Regions from separate parts of the Rattus norvegicus genome. Here regions 2 and 3 are each linked to region 1. The links are chromatin contacts, called in public Hi-C maps. All regions are on one chromosome and are shown on one strand. The core of a region is the stretch at or near the end of the contact, and the rest is flanking DNA. Distances in the headings are between cores, read along the strand shown. Region 1 has its middle 130 kb from the start of Nudt4. Region 2 has its middle 110 kb from the start of Eea1. Region 3 has its middle 130 kb from the start of Eea1.

Region 1 (4,418 bases), core at 689-3,188:
TTATTGCTTTGTTTTGTCTTGTTTTGTTTTTGAGTAATTCACACTTCCGGCTCTCACCGTTCCTCCCCTCCCCCCGCCGCCTTCCACGTCGATCCACCCATGAGTCTCGCACGGAGGAGTAAAATAAAGCCATCCAATTTTGAGCTGAGTGCTCCAAAATCTCTAACTCTCTGCACATTGTTCAGCTGTAGGTTAATTATTAATTACCATCTATGGCAAGAAGAAGCTTCCCTGATAAGGGGTGACCGGGAGAATGGTCTCTGGGTAAGGGATATGTCATCGGGAGTGGTTTGACTGCTCTGTTCATTTAGCAGAATAGTATGAATGCTTGCCCCTAGGGTCCACTATACAATCTCAAGCTCTTGGTCATTTTAACAGTGTCAAGCATGGGTTCTAGCTCCGGAGTGGACCTTAAATCCATCATTAATAACAATGACAACAACAATAATAGCGGACAGTCAATCCCATCAGATCTGCACCCCTACTGCACTGGGTCTTCCAAGGCTATTGGTTACTCTCCATAACCTTGTGGGAAGGCCTGCTTATGTCATTGAAGATGGAAAAATCCATCTGGTTCCCAACTTCACCTCTACTAAGTAGAGTTCACAGTGCTGACAGGTACTTTGCGTGCTACCAGATAAGAAAACTAATCATCAATATCACCTAGCTACGAATGCTGTAGCCTACAACAGCAACACTCCCGCGAGCATATTATCTTAAGTAGGTATAATGTTACACAACTATAATCCCGGTGCTTGGGACACCGAGGCAAGAAGACACATGAGTTCAAGGACAGCCCTGGGCTATATAGGGTTGTAGGCTTATATTTTAATACCTTCCAAAACCTATTTTAATAAGGGTTCTTAGATACTTTAACCCCGCTTCTAGCCCAACACCCACAAGAGGTAGTAGAAAGGAAAGGTTAATAGGGCACGAGGAAGGTGGACCTGTTTAGAAATAGTTCTCTGGGGCCATTCCGATCTTTGTTGTCCCAATATCAGCAGTTCAGTCTACTAGCAAACCACCAAACACAAATCAGCGCTTCGGCCTAGTCCACTTGGCAGGCACCACACATGAATCAGTAACAACAGCTCGATCAAGAGTAAACCATGAGGCTCCACCAGATTGTGAGTCCACGCAAGGGGCAAGAAGTGTGAACTCTCTCTCTCTCTCTCTCTCTCTCTCTCTCCTTTCCTTTACCTCATTTGCCTTATCTAATTTACATATTTCAAAACAAATAGAGCGATATCCATTACACATGTGAGGAAATGTGACCCTAGAAACGTTGCAGACTCTGTAGATATGTTTGACTCCAGAGAGGACAATAATTCTGTGTCACAGACTGACATCTTCCTTTTGTGGTCCTTCCCTTATACTTAATGTGTACTCCATGAACATTTATACCCCCATAGTGTTTATAAACAAGAAATAGTTGGCTACATTTGCAGTTGGCTATTGAGTTTTTCCTTACCCATCAGTCATGGAGAAGTTAAGAACCGCAAATAAGCAAAGCATGAACACAGCAACTATATTTTTTTTTTCTGCAACAGTTGATAAATACTACATCGAGGCAAAGGAGCCTCCACTCCCTACCACACCACTCTCGTCTTAAGTCCTTGGAATAAGACTAAATCATTTTTTTAGAAGACACTTAGAAGTACTGGCAATATCTCTGGGCCATTTCAGGAAACCCATGCTTTAAATAGTCACTGGCAAGTCACTGCCTTTCTGTTAAGAAAAAGAATGGCTGGGCTATTCATTCAAACTGAACAATTGAGAGATTTGTTTGCAATGGGGCCTGGGAGCTGGGAATAGACTCTCAGCTTCAGATAAGGGAAGCTGGCCCACAATATTGAGAAAAAGTCAATCAGCTCACTCCCAAGTCATAGAAGCCGCCTCTGAACAAAGCTGGAAGCAGCCGGTTGTGAAAGGGGACGAAGGGTGACTGCAGGAATGCGCTGGTACCCTTTGTCCTCTGGCTTCGTTCACCAAGCCAGAGGTGTGTTTTCACAACCGAGAGAAGAAAAACATGCACCGGGCACCACACCCCCCCTTGAGGTAGTGACCTACTTTGCTTCCCGTTGCTGGGATGAAACACCAACCAAAACCAACTTGGGGCAGAAAGTTCTTACATCTTACAAGTTATAGTCCATCGTGGGGGAAACCAGAGCCAGAGCTCAGGCTAGAACCTGGTGGGAAGACTGCAGCAGAGCAGTAGAGAACATGAGGCACAGTGGTGCTCACTGGCTTCCTTCCTCTGTCCCACATCAACCACTCATCAAGACAGTGCCCCACAGACACGCCCAAAAGCCAATCAGATGGAGGCAATCCATCCATTAAGATTGCCTCTTTCCTCGTCTGTCACGTTCATGCCTAAGATTAGCCGTCATAGGTAGCATACTCCTGTCACTGACAAGGACCATTCTATGAGAAAATAGTGGAGATTCGTTCATTCATAAAATGTACTATCCTGACCTGTGCTAGCATGGGGGTGGGGAGTGGGGGGGGGGATATAGTAAGGGAAATGCATGGTATTCCTCCCTCAGGGAGACACCAAAGCCGTGAAGCTGTCAGAGCTAACACACCAGCCCGTATCACTTTCCTTAACAAGGGAGTAGACTGTATAAGCCCTACACTGTCAAAGTGTCTGAGTTCAGAATCTGCCCTTTAAAAAAATGATTTATTACTATTTTGATTATGTGTGTGCCTGTTCGTATGTGGACATGAGCGCAGGTGCCCACCAAAGCCGGGGATATCACGTGCCCTGGAGGCGGAGTTACAGATATCCGTGTCACCATGGATGGGTAAGAGGGGATCAAAGTTGGGTCCTCTGGAAGAGCAGTATATTCTCTTAAATGTGGAGCCATCTTCCCAGCCCTGAAATTCTGACTTTATAACTCAGAAGCTGTGTGAACTCAGGCTAGCTATAGGTTTGACATAATTAAAGCACCCGTCGAAGTGCTTCAGAGTGGTAAGCCAGGTTAAACAATACAAAACAGACGCTTCGTGCCTGCTGTTCATTAAGCACTATGTGAGTTAGCCTTTTTAATTATTACTATGCAAAGTGTCTGGCTGGCTAAGGGGGTCTGCGTGTGCAACATTCAGGGAATGAGACTTATGCACCGGAACACCCTGGACACCGTTCCCTGGTATCTACCTTTTCTTTCCTCTGAAACAAGACGGCGAAGCTTTTCTGACCTGGAAAAGCTGGATGGCTCCAGAGAATGAATTCCACAGCACACACTTAGAAGCCTCTCTGTATCCTAGCTGCCTGCATATTAACCATGCAAATGTAGCCAGCTTCAGCAGTGCGTCCCTGGGGTGTCCTGTGCTCATTTCACCTCCCAGCAGTTTGTGCTCAATTATGAATGAGCAGCTAAGGGCTGCCAAACCTTCATTAATGGAGATGATCCTCTGTCAGCTGCGAAGTCATTGGTAAGCAAGCTACAGTCCGCATAACCACAGAAGATATGTAGGAAATAAGGGGTGGGGGAAGGGAAGCATCTCCCTAGGAAGGGGAAATAGAGAAGACCATTATAGATGGATGGGGGGGGGGGCTAAAATGGGAGGATGAAATGGAGGGTAGGAGAAAGAAGGAGTGAGAGAATGGACAGATAAACCTAAGGGCCATTTGAGGGATCATATAGACACCTAATACAGTAGAACCCTCCTATAATATATACCTATATAATATATACATACATGGAGGTGATTGAAATAAAATTGCCAAGTAATGAGGGAGACAGAGTTCCAAAGGGACATCTCCCATCACCAAATGAAGCTTCCAATATTGGGAATGGTTTATATAGAATCAAATTGTTGGCCAAAGGGATCCCAGGTGTACTGCCTGGTTTTGTGTGCCAACTTGACACAAGCTGGAGTTATCACAGAGAAAGAAGCCTCCCTTAAGGAAATGCCTCCATGAGATCGATTAGTGATCAAGCGGGGAGGACCCAGCCCCTTATGGGTGGGGCCATCCCTGGGCTGGTGGTCCTGGGTTCTATAAGAAAGCAAGCTGAACAAGCCTGGTAAAGCAAGCCAGTAAGTAACATCCCTCCATGGCCTCTGCATCAGCTCCTGCTTCCTGACCTGCTTGAGTTCCAGTCCTGACTTCCTTTGGTGATGAACAGCAATGTGGAAGTGTAAGCTGAATAAACCCTTTCCTCCCCAAATTGCTTCTTGGTCATGATGTTTGTGCAGGAATACGAACCCTGACTAAGAGACCATGGAAACCCCCAAACAATCCAGGCTGTTGCCAAGGTCACGGGTGGCTCCCCACAAACTGATGGTGAGGCCCCATTGCTGAAGACAACTCAAAAACGATTCACTGAACATGGAGACGTTGAACTGGTGCCTTACCTGGAGCCTTTATCCACACGGACTAGTTAGTCCTCATAGTACCGGAAGGCACTCTGCAT
Region 2 (4,418 bases), core at 1,170-3,669, 150 kb before region 1:
CACAGCCACAGAAAAATAACTGATATGTGTCTCAACAACATGATGGGGAACTCATCCTCCGACCCTGTGGTTCTCAGAGCAAGGTCATCATCTCCATTTGAGCTTGCCTAGTGGATGTGATGATTCCAGGTGTACACAGACATTCCAACAGCCAGCAAAGTAGACCTCCCACATGTCCCTTCCTACAGCTTAAGAAATGCTGACCCTAAAGGTCCCCCTTCAGGTTCTCCTGCACATCTCCCTTTAAGGATCAAATGCAGTGTGGCTATGTAAGTTGGTCCACGGCAAGGAGAACGAGATGGCAAGACTCACAGCCTAAGTGACCTCTGACTCACCTTCCTTTGACAGTGTAACCACCCCAGCAAACTCAAACTGGTTTCCACTGCATGTTCCAACTCTGCTAGGATATGGCAGCTGGGTAGGCGACCAAAACATGTTATCATTTTAATAAAGAATCCCGAAGAATTAATTATCTTAATCTGGAAGAGACTGCAACCCAGGGATGTTAAACCATTTGCTGCTGGGCCACAGTTGGAAGTTGGAAAAGTCTATATTAAAAACCATCAAATAGACAGTTCTGAAATGCCCATTTGGGTAAGAAGCATTATAGAGTTTCATTAAAAGGTAGATTATCGGGGTTGGGGATTTAGCTCAGTGGTAGAGCGCTTGCCTAGCAAGCGCAAGGCCCTGGGTTCGGTCCCCAGCTCCGAAAAAAAGAAAAAAAGGTAGATTATCATACTCCACAGCCAGAGATTCCCATTCAATATCCTTCCTTCCCCTCTTCTCACTTCTTCTCTTCAGATGGGGTCCCGTGTAGTCTTGAACTCCTGATCCTTCTGCCTCCACCTCCCAAGTACTAAAATTAGAGGTGTACAACACCTTTACTTTTAATAATCTTACTTATTTTAGCCACAAGTAGCCTATAAACTATATTTTCATCTAAGATCAGACTGGATATCATTTCGATAGAAGTCCGATTTAAAACCAAATGGAGCTAATTTTCTGGGAGTCCCAGAATCACTGTCTATAAAAGCAAGGTATCACTCCAAGCATCCCTAGAAAACTTCCCATCACAGTCCCTCTGTAGTGTGCAGACATTAGCCCTGTCTACTGCCCACAGGGCATCCCTAACAGAAGAAGAATAACGGTAGCATATTTAAATGAAGAGAGTGAGATCAAGAGAAACTTTACAGATTTCCTAAGCAAGCATTGAAGAGTATTAGAATATTTATGGTTGAGGTTATTAAACTATTTGGAGTAGGGAAGGAATCTGTCATAAGCCTCCAAATATTGATAGGCATCATGGGTACTGGATGCTCAGAATTACCACTGATGTCCAGAAGCTAATCAGAGGCTCATTTTACTGCGTTACAACTGAGAACAGTCTAGTGAACACTGTGCAGCTCTATGAGGCTCTCTTCACCTCACAAAGCATTCTGAATCTATTCAAGCAGAGCTGGGCAAACCCCATACCCATCCTCAATGCTGCAGCAGGGCACCCTGTGAGAAATGAAGCATCATGCAGATGTCTCTTAAGATCTGGCACGACCCTCCTTCGTCACATGCTCTGCAGACTTGAGTTCATTTTTCACTCCTGTCATTTCTACTGAGCTCTCTAGATGTTGCATTTCATGCATTTGCTCTCCATTTTCCCAAACCAGTGGGATCTGTCTGTCTCTTCATGTCCTCATAGCATCTAACTCTAAACCGTGCTCATCCCGGGCACTGAGCATGTACTTGGAAAGTTAAAAAGAATGATCTAGAACAGTGAGTAAGCACATTCAGATGACAATATTGCCCAAGACAGAGGTGGCTTTTTGGACATTTGTCCTGGTTTTATCACCCTTTTAAAAAAGCACCTTTCGAAATCACATTTGTCACAGAATACACTCATGAACCTTTAACTTTGTGGCAAAACTATTTCTCAATCAATACACATCTTTCCCTCACTTTCCACCTTACCCACGGCTCCTAATAAACCATGTAGACTGTATTTGGTCATACATAGTCCCCCATGCCAGAACTTGAACAAACCCCCATGATACTTCCCTATTTCTATCTTGGGTAGAAGAGGAACCCCAGGTAAAAGCCAGGGGCAGAGTGGTGACTGAAAAGAGAGGCAGAGACGTTGCCAAGAAACTTGTCTCCCATAGCCTACCAAACTCTTCTGTTGACGAAGACTGGCAAATGATTAACCCGTGAGATAAAGGCTTTCTTTCTTCCCCCTCTTGGTTTTAATTTCTTTCTTAAAATGTTTGTACATTCATCCATGTGACCTGTGTGTTTGTCACACACACACACACACACACACACACACACACACACACACACACACACACACATGAATGCTCAATGACACCCATGTGGAGGTCGGAGGACATCTTGCGGCATGATCTCTCCATCCACTATGGAGGGCTTGAGGCTGAAACTCAGATCTTTCAACCTGTTCGCAAGTGTTTAGGGTCACTGAGCCAACATGCCTGCCCACCTGTTACTTTTGTTTTAAAGCTTTGTCATCTCGTGTTGCTGAGGCCTTTCAGAGCTACACCTGTCCCCTTGTCCTTTTCAACCCCAAAGCTTTTCACCACTTTGCTTCTCCCTGGGCATAAACACTACCTTCCCTGACTCCTGTCTAGCACAGCATCATGCTTCAGTCACTCCCACACTATGGAATGACTTCTCTCTGACTCCCACGTGGTCAAAGACATGAACCTTAGCTTCTCTTCATTTCAAAAGTAAAACCCAGAAAGCCAACTGCAGTTCTTTTTCCAAACATGAGCAGAAGTATTATTTAACAAAGACAGCTCCTCACACATTCCCCTGCTGCGTGTCCAATAGGCTGGAGATGACACAACTAATATTCTGTCGGAATAGGGACAGTCATCCAAAGAGACACTGATGGTTATCCTTGGGCAGATAATAAAGCAAAAATCTTCCATGTGCTCACTGAAAATACATAACTTTGGTTTGAAGCTTATTTAGTCAAATAGAAGGAGTTTTTTAAAACATGGGTCCTCTCTGATTTTGCAATTTTACTTCCAAGAATTTATCTGTAATAATCAGGAAAAAAGTACCACTATACGTACTTGAAACTTTGTTGTCCCTTTATATTTTTATAATGCAAATTATCAAACATACATGCATGTAAAAAAGAATACGCTCAACCACCAGGCGCCCAAATCTTGCGTGTTGTCAACATTTACCCCAGTTCCTACTCCATTTAGTTTCCATTACTTGGTTCACCTTTCTGTTTTCACTGGAATAGCTTAAAATAAATATTGGCATGGCGGTCAAGTCATAAGGACTTCAATTTAAGCCTCTGGGGAAATTTTTTTTCTCTGCTTCTATTCAGGTTTCTGGTGAAATTCAGTAATGATTTTTCAAATTATTATTACATTAATGTCATTATTTCAGTGGGAGTATGGAGGTGTATGGGTGTGCATCTTGTGTCTGGAGGCCAGAAGAAAGGATAGGGTATCTGCTCTCCTAATCTCTATCCTGTTCCTCTGAGACAGGTTGTATCACTGAATCTGGAATTTTGCTGCTGGCCAGGGAACCAGTGATCGTCCTAGCCCTGTCTCCCACCATACTATGTCAGGGTGCGAGGATCTGAACTCAGGTCCTTATGTTTCTGCAACAAGAGCTCTCATTAGCTGAGTCATCTCCCCAGTGCAATGATAATTGCTTAATACCACCTAAATACACATTTACCTGTACTCATAGAGTACTGGAAGTATTCTTATAATTTGTTCCAACACAAATCCCAAAAAGTTCTACAGGCCAGATTCATTAATATTTCTCCTTTTTTTCCCAGTTAATATATATCTTGGCTCTATAATGTGTGGCCATTTCTCTCTTTTGTGTTATTTCGTTTATCAATTGAAGGAATCAAGCCCTGTAATGTCATAGATATTACTCATGTTTTGTCAGTTATGACAGCTCATGTCATTCAATGTCCCTTCGGCCCTGTAAACTAGTAGTTAAGACTAATGTCTCAGATGAGTTCACGATCTTGTTCCATTCCGACTACTAATGCATGGGGCTCTGTGTCTTTCCTATTACCTCAGATAACCTGCTCATGGTAATGCTAGTGACGTTTCCACTGATTAAGGAACTCGGATTCTTTTTAGCCTAATCTTCTGTTTTAGTTTTCTCTTGCTGTGACAGACACCATGACTGAGCTTGTAGAGGATTTCCTCCTCAAGTTGCTTTAGGTTATGCTATGTTATTCCAGCAACAGAAGCCCTGAGAGAGTCCTTTGGGTTCACTCACCATCTACCTGGTTACTACTAGTATTTTACATTTCCTCTTTGTCTTCTCTGATGGTTCAGTTGCATCATTTTTGACTTATCAGATTGTGTAACATATATGACTCTTTTTTTTTCTTCTTTTCTTTTTTTCGGAGCTGGGGACCGAAC
Region 3 (4,418 bases), core at 963-3,462, 140 kb before region 1:
TAAACCAGGGGTGGTGGTAGAAGCAAGAAGACTAGGAACTCTTGTCATCCTTTGCTACACAGTGAGCTCAAAGCCAGTCCAAGTTACTTGAGACTCAGTCTCAAAGAGAAAGCAAAATGCTTAGAACTTTCCCTGTCTCAAACATCTCTATTAAAATTTACAGAACGCATGGTTTCTGGATGCTACCAATTGCCAGTAATAGAAAACTTAAAGGAGCTTAAAAGTGAGATTTACTATCTTATATGGCAGGACATGTAGAAATAGGGGAATCAGAGCTTGGGAATTGAGCATCTCTGTGATGTGGCCAGGACACACAGTTCTCACGGTTTGTCTCTCCACCCTCGCCCGTACAATGGTTTATCTTTTTAAGGTAGTCTCTTGTAAAGATCCCGTGATAGCTGTCCCAGACAGTACTCACACACAAACAATAACCATTATAGATGGAAAAGGAATTTCTTGTCTTGGGAATTCTACTAAGACAGGCATCTGTTACTCCAGGCCAAGCAGACTGTGGCCTCCTGGGAACTCACAAATGATACAGAAATGCAAGCAAACAAGTAAAAACCAACAAAACAAAACAGACCAGTAACAACGAAACAAGCAAAAACCCCAACTACCTAGCACATTTACACATTTGAAGCCTGAAGTTGAGGAACTGCACCCATGTTAGGGGTACAGATCGTATGTTCGTGCAGGGGGTCTGGAACTGGACCTGAGAAAACCAGCTTCTGCCTGTAGTTGTATGAGACAGAAACCTCTAAGTGTGTCATCCTTAGGAACAGAATAATAGCTATTGGCAATTTTTGTGATTTAGTGTATTATTCATTGTGTGTGTGTGTGTGTGTGTGTGTGTGTGTGTGTCCATGTGTGTGCTCATATGTTCTCAGAAGCCAGAGGAAGGAGCTAGTTCCCCTGAAGCTGAGTGACAGGTGGTTATAAGACACTGACTTGGGTGCTGGGAATTGAACTAAGGTCCTCTGAATAGCAGCAAGCCATCTGGGCCCTACCAAAGGCCTCTCGATGGAACAAGCAGAAATAAAGAGGAACTTGGTTCAGTGGAAGCTTGAGTTTACTTGGTTCTTTTCCTCTCCATCTTGGCATCACAATCTAATTAAAATGAGGCTAACACAATAATAATAATAATAATAATAATAATAATAATAATAATAATAATAATCAGCAACAGCAACAACAATAAATAAAATTCAACCAACAGAGGGAGAGAGGCGCTGAGAGAGAAACATGACATCATTGGTTCTGAAGTAGACCTCATATTATGTGGACCAAGAAATACTGTTTGAGAGAGTTGGCTCAGAGTCTGATACTAATAATAACAACCAAATGCCTGACTACTCCTGTTCCCATGATATTGGGATGAATGGGATCACATGGGCAAAAAGAAAACCTAGATGAGCCTGAGTGGAAACTATAAGAATTAGAAGAGGAAGAGGCAGGTTTGTGTTGGTGGGTTTTTTACCCTAGATCGCAACAAAGTCAGAAACAGAAAGTGACGTGTTACATGAAGGAAAGCAGCCCGTTGGCAAAGGATTGGTCATTTCCTTAAACTGGAAATAAACTTTTTTATCTCTCTCTCTTTCACATACACACACACACACACACACACACACACACACACACACACAGAGAGAGAGAGAGAGAGAGAGAGAGAGAGAGAGGCACACACACATTTCTATCTTACTTTTAATTGCCAAACTAAAAATAAAAAATGTCCCTGTGTTCGTACTGGCATATCATGGTGTTGGCATTTTCAGAATAGCCAGTGCTGCGGAATCACGGCAGTCAAGACCACCATGGCGGCCTGGCTTCTCTTTGCATCCTGTTTCCTGAGGTACTTAAACTCAGTACTTTAGCCCAAGATAAGCCAAACATGTGTCAACGGTTTGTAAGTGTGTATAGCCCTGTGTCCCTTGGCTGCTGAAAGACAGAAGCCGGGGCAGTGTGTCTGTCCTCACAGATCCACTATAGACTGTCCTGTTGGTATATGCCCTTCAGGTGTCCCCTCACCACTCCTGACAAGAGTCTCTCTGACATCTGGTTCCAGAGGGATTGTTCTGGTTTGCAAAGTGACAGCAGGCTCTGCACTAAACTGATAATTTGAGCAACCCGTACAAAGTCAGGAGCCACAGGATGATGAGTTTTACCAATAGGAACTGTGAGGCAGCCAAATGGTGGCTCTGGGGAGCCTGCCAGAAGTCAGTGTCAGGAATGAGAAAGGTGCAATCACAGGAGAGGGCAAACTGCAGCGGCTGCAGCACAGCCAACCTAAGAGGACGTCTGAAAGGGAAAGTCTGCCCCGTCGGCTGGGCACAAAAGGCCTCTTTACAACATGGAAAGAAATGTGATTTCAAGCCGTGCTCTGGGTAGGGAGCCTATGGAGGAACAGGGGATGCCTCCCCATGGCCTGCGCTTTGAATACTTGACTAAATGTGAGAGACCCATAGGCCAAGGCTTCTGCTGTGCTCAGCTCTGGGTCCAGGCTGCCTGTGCATAAAGCCTTGCTGTCCTCTTTGCTTCTCTTGCTTCAGCCTTCTCTGCTTATCTATAGAATGAGGGTGTCAATGGCCAAGCAGAAATGGACAATACCCTAGGCGCTCATGTATGTAAGCAGCTCGAAACCTGCAAGGTCACAGAGATGGGAAGCAGGACAGAGGTTCTGGGGGCCGGGGAATGGGGGAGGAAATGAGGAGTGGTTGCTTAATGAACAGAAAAGTTTCTGCTTAGCCCTTGATTCTGCCAAGGCTGGACCTCCCAGTGTAGGGGAATGTCGAGGGTAGGGGGACTTGGGGAGGAGTAACACCCTTATAGAAGAAGGGGGGGATGGGATAGGGGGCTTATGGCCGGGAAACCAGGAAAGGGAATAACATTTGAAATGTAAATAGAAAATATCCAATAAAAAAAAAAAGAAAAAAAGAAAAGTTTCTGCTTGACTTGTTGACAAAGTTCTAGCAGTGAGAAATTGGGATGTTCAAGAACCACTAAGTGCTTAGTACAGTGAATTATAAATTTTAAAATGCAAACACTAGTGAGCACTGTCATATAGAGAGATATCTTTGTGACACACATGTGTGCATGTGTATATATGTGTGTATGTACATATTTATACACACATATATGTGCACATATATATACATATACACAAATGCACACAATATACATATATGAGTATATGTACACATATATGTTTGTGTAGACATATATGTTGTATGTGTACATATATATATAAAATACTACTTTAAAATAAGATTTTTTTTTCTACAAATCTAGGGTCGAACAGAGTGATTATCTACAATACAGTCAGTGCTGTGTGACTTCAGTGGAGGACAGACATTAGAAAGCCTGTGAAAATCATTAGCCTTGGAATCCTCACCGAGGGTGGTGGAGGGATGAGGGTGTCGGGAGACTGGTAATGTTCTCTCCCTTCACCAAGGGGCTGCTTGCCTGACTGTGTGGGCTTTTAGAAGATGAGTTGTCCCTTGTATATATGTTAGTCTTAACCAAAGAGTACCCTTCATCCTCCCAAGAAACCATGTGACCGTGATAATACTATCCTGCTTAGAGGATTGTTGGCATCTAATGAATTAAAGAGAGAAGGTGCTTAGAACTGGTGTGGGAACAGACTATCTCAGACACTGGATAAACGGGAATTTCCAGGAGCAAACAAAAATAGTTTTATCGTTCTTCAGCAGATTTTCATGGTGTAGATAGTTAAGTCATATTGACATAGGTGGTCTCAGTTCTAAATCCAAAGTCCCTACGTCATGATGATGGCAGATATCAGAGTGATCAAGATAGGAACGCCTACTTTCTGCAACTGAGATCAATAGTTCTGAAATCATGGTTCTGACACACATCAGAGACTAAATAGCCAGTGACCTAACAGTGTTATCCTTGTTCATTTACTTTGGAAGATAAAATGGAAGTAACTAGAAAATCCAATGTTCCTGAACCTTTCAAAATTAACTTTGGCAAACTATTATAAAGCAAAAGAAAACCTTCAGCCTGGGTAAAAGCTCAGTAGGAGAGCACTTGCCTCCCATGTATGAGGCTCTGGGTCTAATGTCCAGTACTGGGAGGCAGGGAGTACCAGTAAAGCACAACTTCAGGCTTCCTGTGGTTTGGGAGCTGGTTGTTGCTGGAATCCACACTTACGGGGAGGGGGGAATAAAAGCTGAAAGTACAGAGACCGCTGGTCCTAACTGGCTGCCTATTTGCATGTCTTCAAGAACTCCTGAGTACTTCCCTAAGCTGCACATCCGAGGAAGCCGAATCTCTCACAAACGCAGAGATCTGGAAAGACGGCGTATGGAAACACAACACTTGGTCTCCAGAGAGCCTGTTTACTCACTATGTGTGCTGTTGGTTTAATTAGCAAAGATTTTTTCATAAGAAGAAGCTAA

What was found. A called contact is a pair of places that touch in the nucleus more often than the background predicts.
Region 2: a Hi-C map of liver shows a contact between it and region 1, with 5 times the contacts expected there. The contact joins two enhancer-like sites. A contact is called at or near these places in 3 of 12 Hi-C or Micro-C datasets (kidney and liver).
Region 3: a Hi-C map of liver shows a contact between it and region 1, with 5 times the contacts expected there. The contact joins two enhancer-like sites. A contact is called at or near these places in 2 of 12 Hi-C or Micro-C datasets (kidney and liver).

Annotation. Positions count from the first base shown.
Region 1 is chr7:32,224,236-32,228,653 of GRCr8, reverse strand. No RefSeq gene overlaps it. Among named protein-coding and RNA genes, the nearest start is that of Nudt4, 130 kb to the right of the region's middle. Within about 2 kb of position 1,938, at least 9 of the 93 cell types and tissues checked have an H3K27ac peak or open chromatin away from gene starts, as enhancers often do. A contact at or near this core is called in liver, where this site is marked.
Region 2 is chr7:32,376,477-32,380,894 of GRCr8, reverse strand. No RefSeq gene overlaps it. Among named protein-coding and RNA genes, the nearest start is that of Eea1, 110 kb to the left of the region's middle. Within about 2 kb of position 2,419, at least 3 of the 93 cell types and tissues checked have an H3K27ac peak or open chromatin away from gene starts, as enhancers often do. A contact at or near this core is called in liver, where this site is marked.
Region 3 is chr7:32,359,590-32,364,007 of GRCr8, reverse strand. No RefSeq gene overlaps it. Among named protein-coding and RNA genes, the nearest start is that of Eea1, 130 kb to the left of the region's middle. Within about 2 kb of position 2,212, at least 5 of the 93 cell types and tissues checked have an H3K27ac peak or open chromatin away from gene starts, as enhancers often do. A contact at or near this core is called in liver, where this site is marked.